Regions from separate parts of the Xenopus laevis genome. Here region 1 is linked to region 2. The links are chromatin contacts, called in public Hi-C maps. All regions are on one chromosome and are shown on one strand. The core of a region is the stretch at or near the end of the contact, and the rest is flanking DNA. Distances in the headings are between cores, read along the strand shown.

Evidence for each region. A called contact is a pair of places that touch in the nucleus more often than the background predicts.
Region 1: a Hi-C map of the XTC cell line shows a contact between it and region 2, with 6 times the contacts expected there. The contact joins the enhancer-like site here to the promoter of myc.S in region 2. A contact is called at or near these places in 2 of 4 Hi-C or Micro-C datasets (the XL177 cell line and the XTC cell line).

Annotation. Positions count from the first base shown.
Region 1 is chr6S:127,504,129-127,510,645 of Xenopus_laevis_v10.1, reverse strand. The region is part of intron 3 of LOC108695380 (a long non-coding RNA gene); the gene reads right to left. Among protein-coding and RNA genes, the nearest start is that of LOC108695380, 120 kb to the right of the region's middle. Within about 2 kb of position 5,130, at least 1 of the 7 cell types and tissues checked has an H3K27ac peak or open chromatin away from gene starts, as enhancers often do.
Region 2 is chr6S:127,339,080-127,346,172 of Xenopus_laevis_v10.1, reverse strand. myc.S (MYC proto-oncogene, bHLH transcription factor S homeolog) reads right to left here and starts at 1,864. Exons shown (of 3, transcript NM_001085896.1): 1 at 1,788-1,864; 2 at 437-1,142. The coding sequence starts at 1,118.

The DNA of each region.
Region 1 (6,517 bases), core at 3,881-6,380, 160 kb before region 2:
TTGGACAGCACTGCGCTAGAGAAACATTCTAGTGTTCTCTGTTAAATGTTCTCAAAGACAGGAGCTTCAACTTGTTTTGGTCTACACATTTGCACTTTCACCTCTTGCACAGGGCCAGGACAAGTGTTTTCCCTTTTTGTACAGTAACTATGTGCTGAGGAACCAGGTTCTAATATTGAGAAACGTGCACCATGTTTCAACGGTGACCTCAGAGGCATCTGAAAGGGGTTGGTAAATGAAACATTATAGCCACACAAATCATTGGTTGATGTCCTTCTATGGCACAAAAGGTCCACAGGAGCTGTAAGGTTACTGGCCATTTGGTGCAAGAAAGAATGCTGACTGGTATCTTCTAGTAGCTTCCGACGTTGCAAGCGCTAAGGTTATATTCGTTCATCTATTCCCTTACCTCACCGGGGCCACATAGGTCACATTAGTTCTAGCCACAGGCAGCCCTCGTCTGAGATTAAAGTTTCATTATGATGTACTTCCAGCAGCCGGTAATATAAGATCCTTCTATTTTCAGATTCCCATTCCGGCACTGAAGATGATTGATACCTCCATGCACGTAAATAGAATCTACATACTGGCCATGCCTGGGCAACTGGGTTTTACTGTCATAGAAGAGAAGATGGTTCTCAGAAAAGGGCTCCTGGCATTTACTTGGAAGCTCGGAGCTAAATAGGGAAAAAAGGAAACAACAAAAAGGCCATGCAACTGCCATATTATAAGTGTGGCAGATATAATTTCCAATATAGCCTAGTATTTGTCTTCTCCAATGCCCTCTGGCTGCCCAACTTTATATCTGCCCAACTTTATATCTGCCCAACTTTATATCTGCCCAACTTTATATCTGCCCCTACTTTATATCTGCCACTACTTTATATCTGCCACTACTTTTCAGTGTAAGATATTGTTAAGTATCGAGCAGACCCATTGGCAGTGGCCCCAAGAATCCCTTTTTAAAATGGTGAGGGATTATCTTTATTAGCTTATTAGCTATTCCCATACACTGGTCCCATCATAGTCACATTTGCAGACTTTATTTCAGTGGTGATGTCACAAATAGTGATGGGCGAATTTCTCCCGTTTTGCCTCGTCAAAAATTAGAGAAAAATTTGTGAAACCCGAAAATTCATGAGGCCCGTGTAAATTTTGGACACGCGGCGTTAAAGTCAATAAGCGTCCGAATAGTGTTGACGGGCGGCGATTGTGTCGCGATCGACTATATGGACGCGTGTCCAAAATTTTCAGATGCGGACAAATATTCGCAGGAGTTTCGCAAATTTATTCGCCGGTGGCGAAACGCGGAAATTCACTAGTCACTAGTCACAAAAAATTACCGTAAAAGGATCTTTAAAAGAGACATTGTTGCAAGAGGAACACAATATGTAACATAACAGGCACAAATAACAGTGTTTCACCATACAGGTATGGGACCTGTTATCCAGAATGCTTGGGACCTGGGGTTTTCTGGATATATAAAATATTTCCGTAATTTGGTTCTTTGTACCTTAAGTCTCCTAGAAAATCATGTAAATATTAAATAGACCCAATAGGTTTGTTTTACTTCCAATAAGGATTAATTATATCACACTAATTATATACACATTTGTAGACCAGGCTCTATTTCAGTGATGATGTCACAAGAGAGGATAAAGTCCATGCAGCACTTGTGCAGGCAGGCCCAAGATTCAGCAGCACTTATACTTCTAAAATATACTTCTACAGGCTTAAATACCAGTGCTTGACTTTACTAGCCTACTCTACACTGGGCCCATTACTTATTATACACATTTGCAGACCAGACTCTATTTCAGTGATGATGTCACAAGAGAAGACAAAGTCCATGCAGCAATTGAGTAGGCAGGTCCAGACCTAAATGACACTCATATTTCTAACGTTACAACCACAAATACCAGTACTTGACTTCACTAGCTTATTCTACACTGGGCCCGTTACTTATTATACACATGTTCGCAGGCCAGACTCTATTTCAGTGATGATGTCACAAGAGAAGACAAAGTCCATGCAGCACTTGAGCAGGCAGGCCCAGATCTAAATTACACTCATATTTCTAACGTTACAGCCACAAATACCAGTGCTTGACTATCTTACACTACACTGGGTCCATGAATAATTATATACACATTTGCAGACCAGACTCTATTTCAGCAACGATGTCACAAGAGAAGATAAAGTCCATGCAGCACTTGTGCAGGCAGGTCAAGGCCTACACATTTGTAACACTACTGGCACAAATACCACAGCTTGGCTTTACTTGCTTATGTTACACTGGCCCTGTTAATGATTATATACACCTTTGTAGACCAGACTCTATTTCAGTGATGATGTCACAAGAGAAGATAAAGTCCATGCAGCACTTGTGCAGGCAGGCCCAGGCCTAAATTACACTCATATTCCTAACGTTACAACTACAAATACCAGTGCTTGACCATCTTACACTGCTCTGGGCTCATGCATAATTGTATACACGTTTGCAGACCAGACTCTATTTCAGTGATGATGTCACAAGAGAAGATAAAGCCAATGCCGCACTTGTGCACGCAGGCCCAGACCTAAATTACACTCATATTTCTAACACTACAGGCACAAATATGACTGCTTGACTTTACCAGCTTATGTTACACTGGCCCTGTTAATGATAATATATACACATTTGCAGACCAGACTCTATTTAAGTGATGATGTCACAAGAGAAGATAAAGTCCATGCAGACCCAGACCTAAATTACACTCATATCTATAACGTTACAACTATAAATACCAGTGCTTGACTATCTTACACTACTCTGGGCTCATGAATAATTATATACACATTTGCAGACCAGACTCTATTTCAGTGATGATGTCACAATGGAAGTTAAAATCCCTGCAGCACTTTCAGGCAGGCCCAAATCTAAATGACACTAATATTTCTAGCACTACAGGCACAAATAGCAGTTCTTGACCAGTTATACAACAGAAGAGAAATTCTTGTGGGCATTCTACACCAGCCTCACACAGAGGAAGAAGGCAATGAAACATTTTTGGAATACCTTCCCAGTCCCTGACCTAAAATTCCACATGCCTCCTTGGGAACTCGCATTAAACATGAAAAAAAATCACTTTGTACAACAGCGACTACTGTACTGCAAATGTCCTTTTGATTCTCTACTGGCGGCACTGGAAACCTTCCAAGTATTTACAACTTAACTTTATGACTTCAGAGCTCCTTTCTTATGTAACTTGTGCAGAGTTTCTTCCAACTTCAGCCGCCCACATCACTGATCAGCCAATGAGCTGCTTGCATTTATCAGACTGTCTTTGGAAACCAAACCTTTGGTTGCTAAGGGTTACTAGACTCGGTACATTACACAGATATTAGATTTTAAAGGGGTGGTTCACTTTAAGTTAACTTGTGCTGTGTTATAGAATGGCCAATTCTAAGAATTTTTTATAGTTTTTTAACTATTTTATAGTTTTTTAATTATTTACCCCATCTAAAAAACAAAAGCTCTGTAAGGCTACAAATGTATTGTTATTGCTACTTTTTATCACTCACCTTTCTATTCAGGCCTCTCCTATTCATATTCCAGTCTCTTATTCAAATCAATGCATGGTTGCTAGGGGAATTTGGCCCTTAGCAACAAGATTGCTTTAATTGCAAACTGGATAGCTGCTGAATAAAAAGCTAAATAACGCAAAAACCACAGATAATAAAACATGAAAACCAATTGCAAATTGTCTCAGAATATCACTCTCTATGTCATACTAAGGGGCAGATTTATCAAAAGTCGAGGTTAATTTTCGAATGTAAGAAATAAAAATTTCGAGCTATTTTTTGAGTACTTCGACTAGGGAATTGTCCAAATTCTAATTGAAAATTCAAATAACTAAATTTGTCATGTACTGTCTCTTTTAAAATGCGTCTTCGACCATTTGCCATCTAAAACCTGATGAATTGCTGTTTTAGCCTATGGGGGACCTCCTAGAACCTATTTGGAGTCAATTGGGAAAAACTTTGAATCGAATTCGATCAATGGAGATATTCCTTTGATTCGTATGATTCGAATTCGGCCAAATACGGACCTATTTGAACGAAAACGGACCTATTCGACCAAAAAAAAACTTTGACTTAATTTCAGTGGGTCCTTTTGAATTTGAATTTCGAAGTTTTTTTTCAATTTGAAATTCGACCCTTGATAAATATGCCGCTAAAAGTTAACTCAAAAGTTGGAGGCTAATGCAATTAATCATGAAAAAATGCTATTTTTCTTTATGACCACTAGGGCTGCTCTTACTATTTTAATTATCCTATATTTATTAGGGATGCACCGAATCCAGGATTCGGCCTTTTTCAGCAGGATTCGGATTCGGCCGAATCCTTCTGCCCGGCCGAACCGAATCCAAATCCGAATTTACATATGCAAATAAGGGGTGGGGAGGAAAATCGCGTGACTTTTTGATACAACAGAAGGAAGTAAACATTTTTTCCCCTTCCAACCACTAATTTGCATATGCAGATTAGGGTTCGGATTCGGTTCGGTATTCAGCCGAATCTTTCACAAAGTATTCGGGGGTTGGCCGAATCCAAAAGAGTGGATTCGGTGCATCCCTAATATTTATATAGTGCCCAATAGGGTGTAAATAATAAATTAATGACTTTAAGCGTAGAGACACATGCTGCCCACGCCCAGCAACAAATTGTTTCTTCTTCGGGCGACTACTCTCCCCAAACTGCGAACTAGAATGTAAATCGCCAGCGGGATGATCGATTCGGCTTTCCGAAGACGTTTCGTCCTGAGGCAACTTTGTGCGACTTCGGAAAACAAATAGTTCCCGAGTGCCATCCGGCTGGCGATTTACATTCTAGTTTGCAGTTCGGGGAGATTATTCGTCCGAAGAAGAAGTGGTTTGTAGCTGGGCGACTAATCTCCCGAAATAGCAGCCTGTGCCCTTACCCTAACACTCCACACTGACTGCCAGTTCTTTTATGTAAAGCATTTGCTACAAAGAGCAGAGAAGTTTCTATTGAAAGGCTAAACAATACTTTCATTAAAGGAGGCCCCTAGATATATGACCCTGTCCCCCATACGCTTCATTGATATGCTAAACAATGCACTTAATCATGAAGATCTGTCGGCCGCTCATTCACTGAAACGCAAAGCTCCCTCTTGAATGGACAAAGTGCTTTCTGTCAGTTTTAGTCATTTAAGTGTGTTGTCCACAAAGGAACCGCCTTTCAGCGTAACTGATATCAGTCACCAACGGCAATACCTAATGCTGGTGAAAGAGCCGCCAGCTGTTTTGATTTCAGAAAAGCAGTGGCAATGGGGATCATTTGGCTAAATTCTCTGTATAAATAACCTCCAGTGCTGCCATGGGTGTTGTTCACCTTGAAATTAACGTTTAGTATGATGTAGAGAGGGATATTCTGAGACAATTTGCAATTGGTTTTCATTTTTTATTATTTGTGGTTTTTGAGTTATTTGGCTTTTTATTCAGCAGCTCTCCAGTTTGCAATTTCACCAATCCGGTTGCTAGATTCCAAATTCCCCTAGCAACCATCCGCTGATTTAAATAAGAGACTGGAATATGAATAGGAGAGGCCTGAATTGAAAGACGAGTAATAAAAAGTAGCAATAGCAATAAACGTGCAGCTTTATGGAGCATTTGTTTTTTAGATGGAGTCAGTGACCCCCATTTGAAAGCTGGAAAGAGTCAGAAGAAGAAGGAAAATAATTTAAAAAAAACCTATAAAAAATAAAGGCCAATTGAAATGTTGCTTAGAATTAACCATTCTATTACATACTTAAAAATTTAAAGGTGAACAACCCCATAATGCGTTTCAACTAGTTTTTAGTTCTTTAGCTTTTTATTCAGCAGCAATTTCAGCAATCTGGTTTCTAGGGTCCAAATTACCCTAGCAACCTTCAAAAGACGAGTAATAAAAATGTATTTAGAAGCAAACAAAAAAGGGCTTCCAAGTCGCCCTCACACAAAAGACAAAGGGGTATAAATTGAAGGAACAGTCTGATGATAAATGCTCTATACTGTATGCTAAACATGTTATGTGTCTTATTATAATACTGTACCCCTTACCCCCCTTTTTCTTCTGTACCCCATATAACCTTGAAAACTCTAAAAAATAAAGACTTACAAAAAAAAAAGTAGCATTAACTATACATGTGTAGCCTTACAGAGCATTTGTTTTTAGATGGGGTCAGCGACCCCCATTTGAAAGCTGGAAAGAGTCAGAAGAAGAAGGCAAATAATTAAAAAACTATAAAAAAAATGAAGGCCAATTGAAAAGATGCTTAGAATTAACCAGTTAACTTAAAGGTGAACCCCCTCTTTAACGCTGCCCGTTCATGAGAATACCACACCTACAGATGTACAGGACTAACCCATTTTTGGGCACCAGTCACAACCCACCCCCCATTCTTAGAAAAATTTTAAATACTTAGTAGGAACACCCAAAAGGGTGTTGTCAATCATTCCAAAGAAGCCAACAG
Region 2 (7,093 bases), core at 615-3,114:
CAGATCTGGGAGGAGCATTACGTTATATTTCTCATACATTGTTTAATATGAGGCTTCACACTGCAGTGTTAATTAAAGAAAGAAGAAAAAAAAAAAAAAAAAGGGGGGGGCAGGAGAGTGGTTCTTAGAAAGCATTCGGTGTCTGCCTACCCATAGAATCCTGCTTGAACCTCTCTCTCCTGACTAGCAGAGCCCCACCCACCTACTGCTGCAATGCTGCAGATCTGCCGGCATTTCACCGAGATAAGGACAACTTTCACTGAGCTATGACAGTTTGTTAAAGGGAGGGGTGTGGGACCTGACAGTATAACACATGCAACTCACTAAAGCTGCCGGGTCGTTTGCCAGCAAGGCAGGGAGAGGCAACACAGCAATTAGGGGGAAATAAAACGGGGGGAGAAAAAAAAAAAATTCGGTATAAAAACCATCAGCTTACCAGATTCACTGCTGCTGCTGTTACTGCTGATGGGCGGTGTTTCCAAAATGAGATCTTGGCAAGGAGAGCTGGCGTTGGAAATGCTGTCGTTCAGTGGGTATGGGAAGACCACTGAAGGGTCAACACAATCCGAGCTGGGGTCCTGGAGAAAACCATGGCTGCTCCTGTGGGTCCCTCCCAGACTCAGGCTCCCATGACACGAGGGAGACTTAAGCGGGCTCGGTGGTGGTTGACTCTGACACGGAGAAGAAGAAGACAGAGCACTCTCTTTCCTAGAAGCCTGGTAGGACGCCAGCTTCTCAGACACCACTTTCTCCAGCTTGGCCGCAGCCGAAAATCCACTCCACATACAGTCCTGTATGACGATGGACTTCAGCAAGGCTTCGTCATCCGCCTCGCAGATAAAGCTCTGGTTGACCATGTCCCCTCCCAGGAATTCGGTCACCATCTCCAGCTGATCAGCCGTGGAGGGGAAAAGGCTGGACTGGCTGGATCTGCGGCTGGGTGACAAGGGCGGGGTGGGGAGCAGCTCAAACTTCTTCCAGATGTCCTCACTGGGGGCCGGCGGCTGCAGTCGGCTTTGCTGGTGGTAGAAGTTCTCCTCCTCCAGAAAGAAGAAGCAGGGCTGCAAGTCATAATCGTAGTCGTAGTTCTTGCTGGGAAAATTGGCATTAAGAGGCATCTTTCCTGCCATGCGATTGGTCTCCTGCAAGAAGAACAGAGCCGGCATTATACAAACGCTCTAACACAAGAGGGAGGGCACACACACACACACTCAGGCGCAACGACTATTACACATGGTTTAAATACCTTCCCTGCCGAGACCTTTAAACCCATAACCTGTGGCTCTCCCGGCTGCTCCTGAACTACAGTTTGTGAGCCGGGCCACTTGTAGTCCACCGGCAGCCGGGAGAGCCACTGGTCCTACGTGACTGGGGATTCTGGGAATTGTAGTAGAAGACAAAAAACTGCTGCCATTAAAAAATGATCAAAATCTGAACTCCATGAGCTAAATATTAGGGACATACCATTCCTACAGCGTGGGGGGGCAGGGTGAGAGTAAATGATAAAGGGGACAGGGAGATCCCCCCCCTATTTAAGGGGCTGAAAGTCCAACAGGCAAAGCTGCAGCTGTCAGTGCGATTAAAAGGTTAAGAGTTAAAGTGTCAGACACAAGATCCAGTGGGGACGAGGCTAAATGCCCTTCCCTGAGGGGGGAATCGACATGGCAGCCCCACCAACAGCTCCTCGTCTCCTGCCAGTAAAAAGCAGGGGGAGAAGACTCCATAGAAAGTAAAGAAGAACAAATCCAGGCGCAGCCGATCCCTCACAGAAGAAGCCGCTTCCTTACCCGTCTAATCCCGGGATAATACGAGTCCAATATTCCTTTGGTCGCGTTTATAAATCCACAGGCTGCCTCTCCCTTGTCTCAATAGCGTTGTCTTTCCCACTACTACTCCCTCCTCCTGCCGCAGCAGCTGCACCACACACTTTCCTGCTCGCTCCCCGCACACAGACTGGCACAGAAAAAGCTCCGACTGAGCCTTATATAGCGCCGGTCTCCCGCCAAATCGCGCACTCCTACACTGAGGCTTCTTTTCTCTATGGAGCTGAGGCAAGGGGCGGGGCTAAGGGGGCGGGCCTCACGCTCATCTGTCCTTCCAACTCCGTGTGTGGCTCGTACTAGTATCACTGAGGTACAGGGGAGGGCTGAGCTCACAACTGAGTCCTTTTAACTCTTCCACTGACATTTAACTCTTTCAGCGTCACTTCACACGTCTTGTCGAGGGAGGATGTGAAGCTCTTTCCACAATGCAAAGCCCTTTTCTTCTCAATAGAAATAGCCACACTAGCCTGGCACCCCCCCGCCTCTTTAACAATTCAGTGCGCCGCCCGCTGCTTGGAATCTACTATGTTACCCGGAGAGGGGGGGTTTATAGGGACAACTGACAGGGACTGGATCATGTATGTTAAAGGGGCTGCTCACCTTCAAATTAACTTTTAATATGATGTAGAGAATTATATTCTGAGTCCATTTGCAGTTGGTTTTCATTATTTGTAGTTTTTCACTTTTTTTTTATTCAGCATCTGTTCGGCAATCTGGTTGCTAGGGTCCAAATTCCCCTAGCAACCAGGCATTGATTTGAATAAGGGACTGCAATATGAATAGGAGAGGCCTGAACAGAAATAAAGAGCAGCATTAACAATAAATGTGTAGCTTTACAGAACTTTGTGCTTATAGATGGGGGTCAGTGACCCCTATTAAAAGCTAGTACGATGAATAAGCCAAATCATTAAAATTCTACAAAAAAAAAAAAATTAACGCCAATTGGAAATGTGCTCAGCATTGGCCATTCTAGAACACACTACAAGTTAACTTAAAACGGCGAAGAAGACAACGGAACGGGCAAATAAACATGATTCTAAGCAGCTTCCCAGTAGCCATTCATTATACGCACTACGCTTTAATAGAAATGCATGTACATCGGAAAGCTGCTTAGAATCGTATTAGAAAACAAAACTTTTTTTTTTGGGGTGCAGTTCCCCTTTAACCGACCCAGAACTTTAAAATTTCCTAGAAATTGAGCATTAACTGCTTTTTTTTGTGGCACAGGGAAGGCAAACATAACCAGGTGTGATTGGCTGCTGAGACTGGGGCAAGTGGAAGCCACAATGGGAACAGACGACTGACTGTCAGTTTGGGGAGAGATGGCAGATAGGACACTCAGAGGCTTGTAGTAAGAGCTGGAGGTCAATAAGGAAGGTGCAGTCAGTCAGTATAAAGGGGCCACTGGTCCACCCTTTGGGGCCACAGAGAGGGAGAGAGTTATCAGCTGAATGTGCTTTGTCAGTGGCTGAACTTTCACTGGATTCTCAGCACAGAGCAGTCCAATGGCATTTCTAAGAAACACAGCGAGGAGGTGCCAGATAAACGCTTTCTGCAGCCGCCACTTTCTCTCTTACTCTGCAACTGTCACACCTTAACCCTTTCCTACCCCCCCCAGTGCCCAGCCTCCCAGGTTACTGGAGGGAACAAATATATATATTAAAATAATGGGAACACAAACAGGGGAACTCAATCGCTTCTAATGTGCACTTGGTCCCTAAGGTGTTCTAGTAGTAGTGGGGGGTAAGGATTAGGGCTTCTAATGGGTGAAAGGCTTAGATCAGGCCAGTAGGTTCCTTCCATAGGAATACATATAATATTATACATCATCAGTCCCTGGCCCAGAAGAGCTTACACTCTAAGGTTCCTATGCCATTTACAATAATCGATTAGACCAGGAGCCAATTAACCTTCTCATTTCCATCTGACCGTCTATATGTATGCAACCGGCTCTGCAGAATCTGATTATTATAAAGAACTGTTCTGTGCTGCTGTGACTTAAGTAAACGTTACCGGGACCCCACAGCAGACTCATTTTAGGGCCCCTCTAGGACATATTATTTAGGAGGGGACCCCCTTTACCCCCTGACCCCCCACCCTGGCAGTCACAAGTTCAGGTTCCCCTATAGTTACACCTCTGCTGACTCAGGACATGACAAGGGGTTACATTTAATGATTCATTAATATTCATTAAGTTAATGATTCTCCCGTTACGCTTCGATGAAAAATGTGCGAATTTCCCGTGGAATGGTGAAAAATTAGCGAAACTCGAATTTTGACACCTGCGTCAATTTTGGCGTTAAAGTCAAGGGGCGTCCGAACTGTGTTGTCGCGACTTTTTCTGACGCCCGTCAGTTTGTGTTTTTTTGACTCCTGTGAATTTTCCCAAATTTATTTGCCGGCGAAACGCTGAAATTCTCCGCAAATTCGCGCCTGGTGAATTTATCCCCGCCCGTCGCTATTAATGAACAGCTTTAATAGTAAAACATTCATTCATGCGCCTTTAATTCATCTACAGGAAAGGAAATGGCTCAAACCGCAACACTTATTTCTTCTGCTTTTAAAAAGGGGATATACGAGTGCGAGTTACCTAAATACACGTTTATTTATACATATATATATATATATTTATATATAGATCTCCCAGGGCTTCATTCAACAGAGTGAGCTAGAACTGGAGCAGTGTCTGTTGCTATTTATTTTCCTGGAGGCTTGATATGTGTATATATAAATATAAATATATAGAGAGGGAGATGCAACTGCTCAGACACCCTGGGAGGAGAAATACTTGACTATGTAAAAAAGAAACCTCACTGTGTTTCCTCTGGTGAAACAGTTGCAGCTTCAGTGAATCAACAGCGCCCTCTAGTGATGGAACAAAAAACGTTGGGGGTTGGGTAGGGCGACACTGATACTCTTGTGAGTATTGTAATGAGTGATTGCCGTGCGAGGGCCTCACATCATGACTAAGGTAATTTAGGGTAAAGAGAATGGCTGCTAAAACTCCCGGATTATCATTCCAGGCCCCTTTCCAAATTACACTCCTAAACAAAAAGTATTAAACAGAGGAGGGAGGGGGGGGGGGGTTTAAGAAAAAAAAAGAAGATTGAGCCAATGAGAAATAAAAGGGCACATTCACAAGCAGATATGGATTTGGGATTTTCCAGCCCCTCAGCTGTCGCCGGGACAGAAAGCGGATCATTTATCCGTCACACTTTTATCTTAAAGATTCACAGATTTCGGAGTCAAAAGGGGAAAAGAAAAAAAAAGTGATTATAAGCGAAGCTCATAGAGGAAACAAACCCTAGAAACATGTTTAGTAACATCTGTTCCATCTCTACCCGGAGTATTAGGGCTAGTCCACACGGGGAGATAGCGACGCGTTTGCGGTCGCGGCGACAAAGCGCCGCGACAGTCGCCGCGACCGGCGCAGGCGACAGTTTTGTATGGGCGCCTATGTAAAAACGCCTGTGCTAACCACACGAGGCGATGCGCTTTTCAACAGTCGCCTGAAAATGCCTCGCCAGGCTTTTTCAGGCGACTGTTGAAAAGCGCATCGCCTCGTGTGGTTAGCACAGGCGTTTTTACATAGGCGCCCATACAAAACTGTCGCCTGCGCCGGTCGCGGCGCTTTGTCGCCGCGACCGCAAACGCGTCGCTATCTCCCCGTGTGGACTAGCCCTTATACACTGTGTCCATACGATAAGGATGATGTGCAGCACCAGCTCAATTCTTCTACAATCATTACAACAATAAAAACTCTAAAAGCACCTGCAATATGGGTCCTGCAATTGATTTTAGTTATGGAACTCAATATCCATATCATTTACAGAAGGGGGTTCCTTATAATACTTATCCAATATACTGTTCCCTGCAGCCTTGTGCCTTTATATGGTCACAGAGCAACCCCCTTAGTGACTTCTAATATCCTTATCATTTACAGTAGGGGGTACATTATCCCTTATAATACATGAGTGATACTCAGAGTTCCCTGTATAACTCAGCCTGCAGCCTTGTGCCTTTATATGGTCACAGAACAACCCCTCAGTGACTTATAATATCCTTATCATTTACACTAGGGGGTACATTATCCCTTATTATACATGAGTGATACTCAGAGTTCCCTGTATAACTCAGCCTGCAGCCTTGTGCCTTTATATGGTCACAGAACAACCCCTCAGTGACTTCTAATATCCTTATAATTTACAGTAGGGGGTACATTATCCCTTATAATACATGAGTGATACTCAGAGTTCCCTGTATAACTCAGCCTGCAGCCTTTTGTCTTTATATGGTCACAGAACCCCTCAGTGACTTCTAATATCCTTATCATTTACAGTAGGGGGTACATTATCCCTTATAATACATGAGTGATACTCAGAGTTCCCTGTATAACTCAGCCTGCAGCCTTGTGCCTTTATATGGTCACAGAACAACCCCTCAGTGACTTCTTATATCCTTATCATTTACAGTAGGGGGTATATTATTCCTTATAATACATGAGTGATACTCAGAGTTCCCTGTATAACTCAGGCTGCAACCTTGTGCCTTTATATGGTCACAGGACCCCTCAGTGATTTCTAATATCCTTATCATTTACAGTAGGGGGTACATTATCCCTTATAATACATGAGTGGTGCTCAGAGTTCCCTGTATAACTCAGCCTGCAGCCTTGTGCCTTTATATGGTCACAGAACAACCCCTCAGTGACTTCTAATATCCTTATCATTTACAGTAGGGGGTACATTATCCCTTATAATACATGAGTGATACTCAGAGTTCCCTGTATAACTCAGCCTGCAGCCTTGTGCCTTTATATGGTCACAGAACCCCTCAGTGACTTCTAATATCCTTATCATTTACAGTAGGGGGTACATTATTCCTTATAATACATGAGTGATACTCAGAGTTCCCTGTATAACTCGGTTATGGGAACAGTCTGTGAATAACAAATTGTTCTGCAGCAGCTGTGTGACGCTTTTCACAAGACGTTGCCCCCCAGCAGACCCTGCCCAGTATTGTTGTCCGAGTGCTCAATGTTATTATATTCATTTATAGTCATTGGTTTCAAAACTCAATAACCCGACCCACTGTTTTTTCAAGGAGGGGAAACCTGTCCCTTTATTTGAAAGGTGGGATAATTAGCGGATAAAAGCAGAACGGGCAGAAAGTCACCAGTAGGCCGACACTTGGATAGCGACTGCATCCCGTTCCCAAGTGTCATTTATTGGCTGAAGTGAAGGGGAGATGACAGTTTTCCTATATGGATA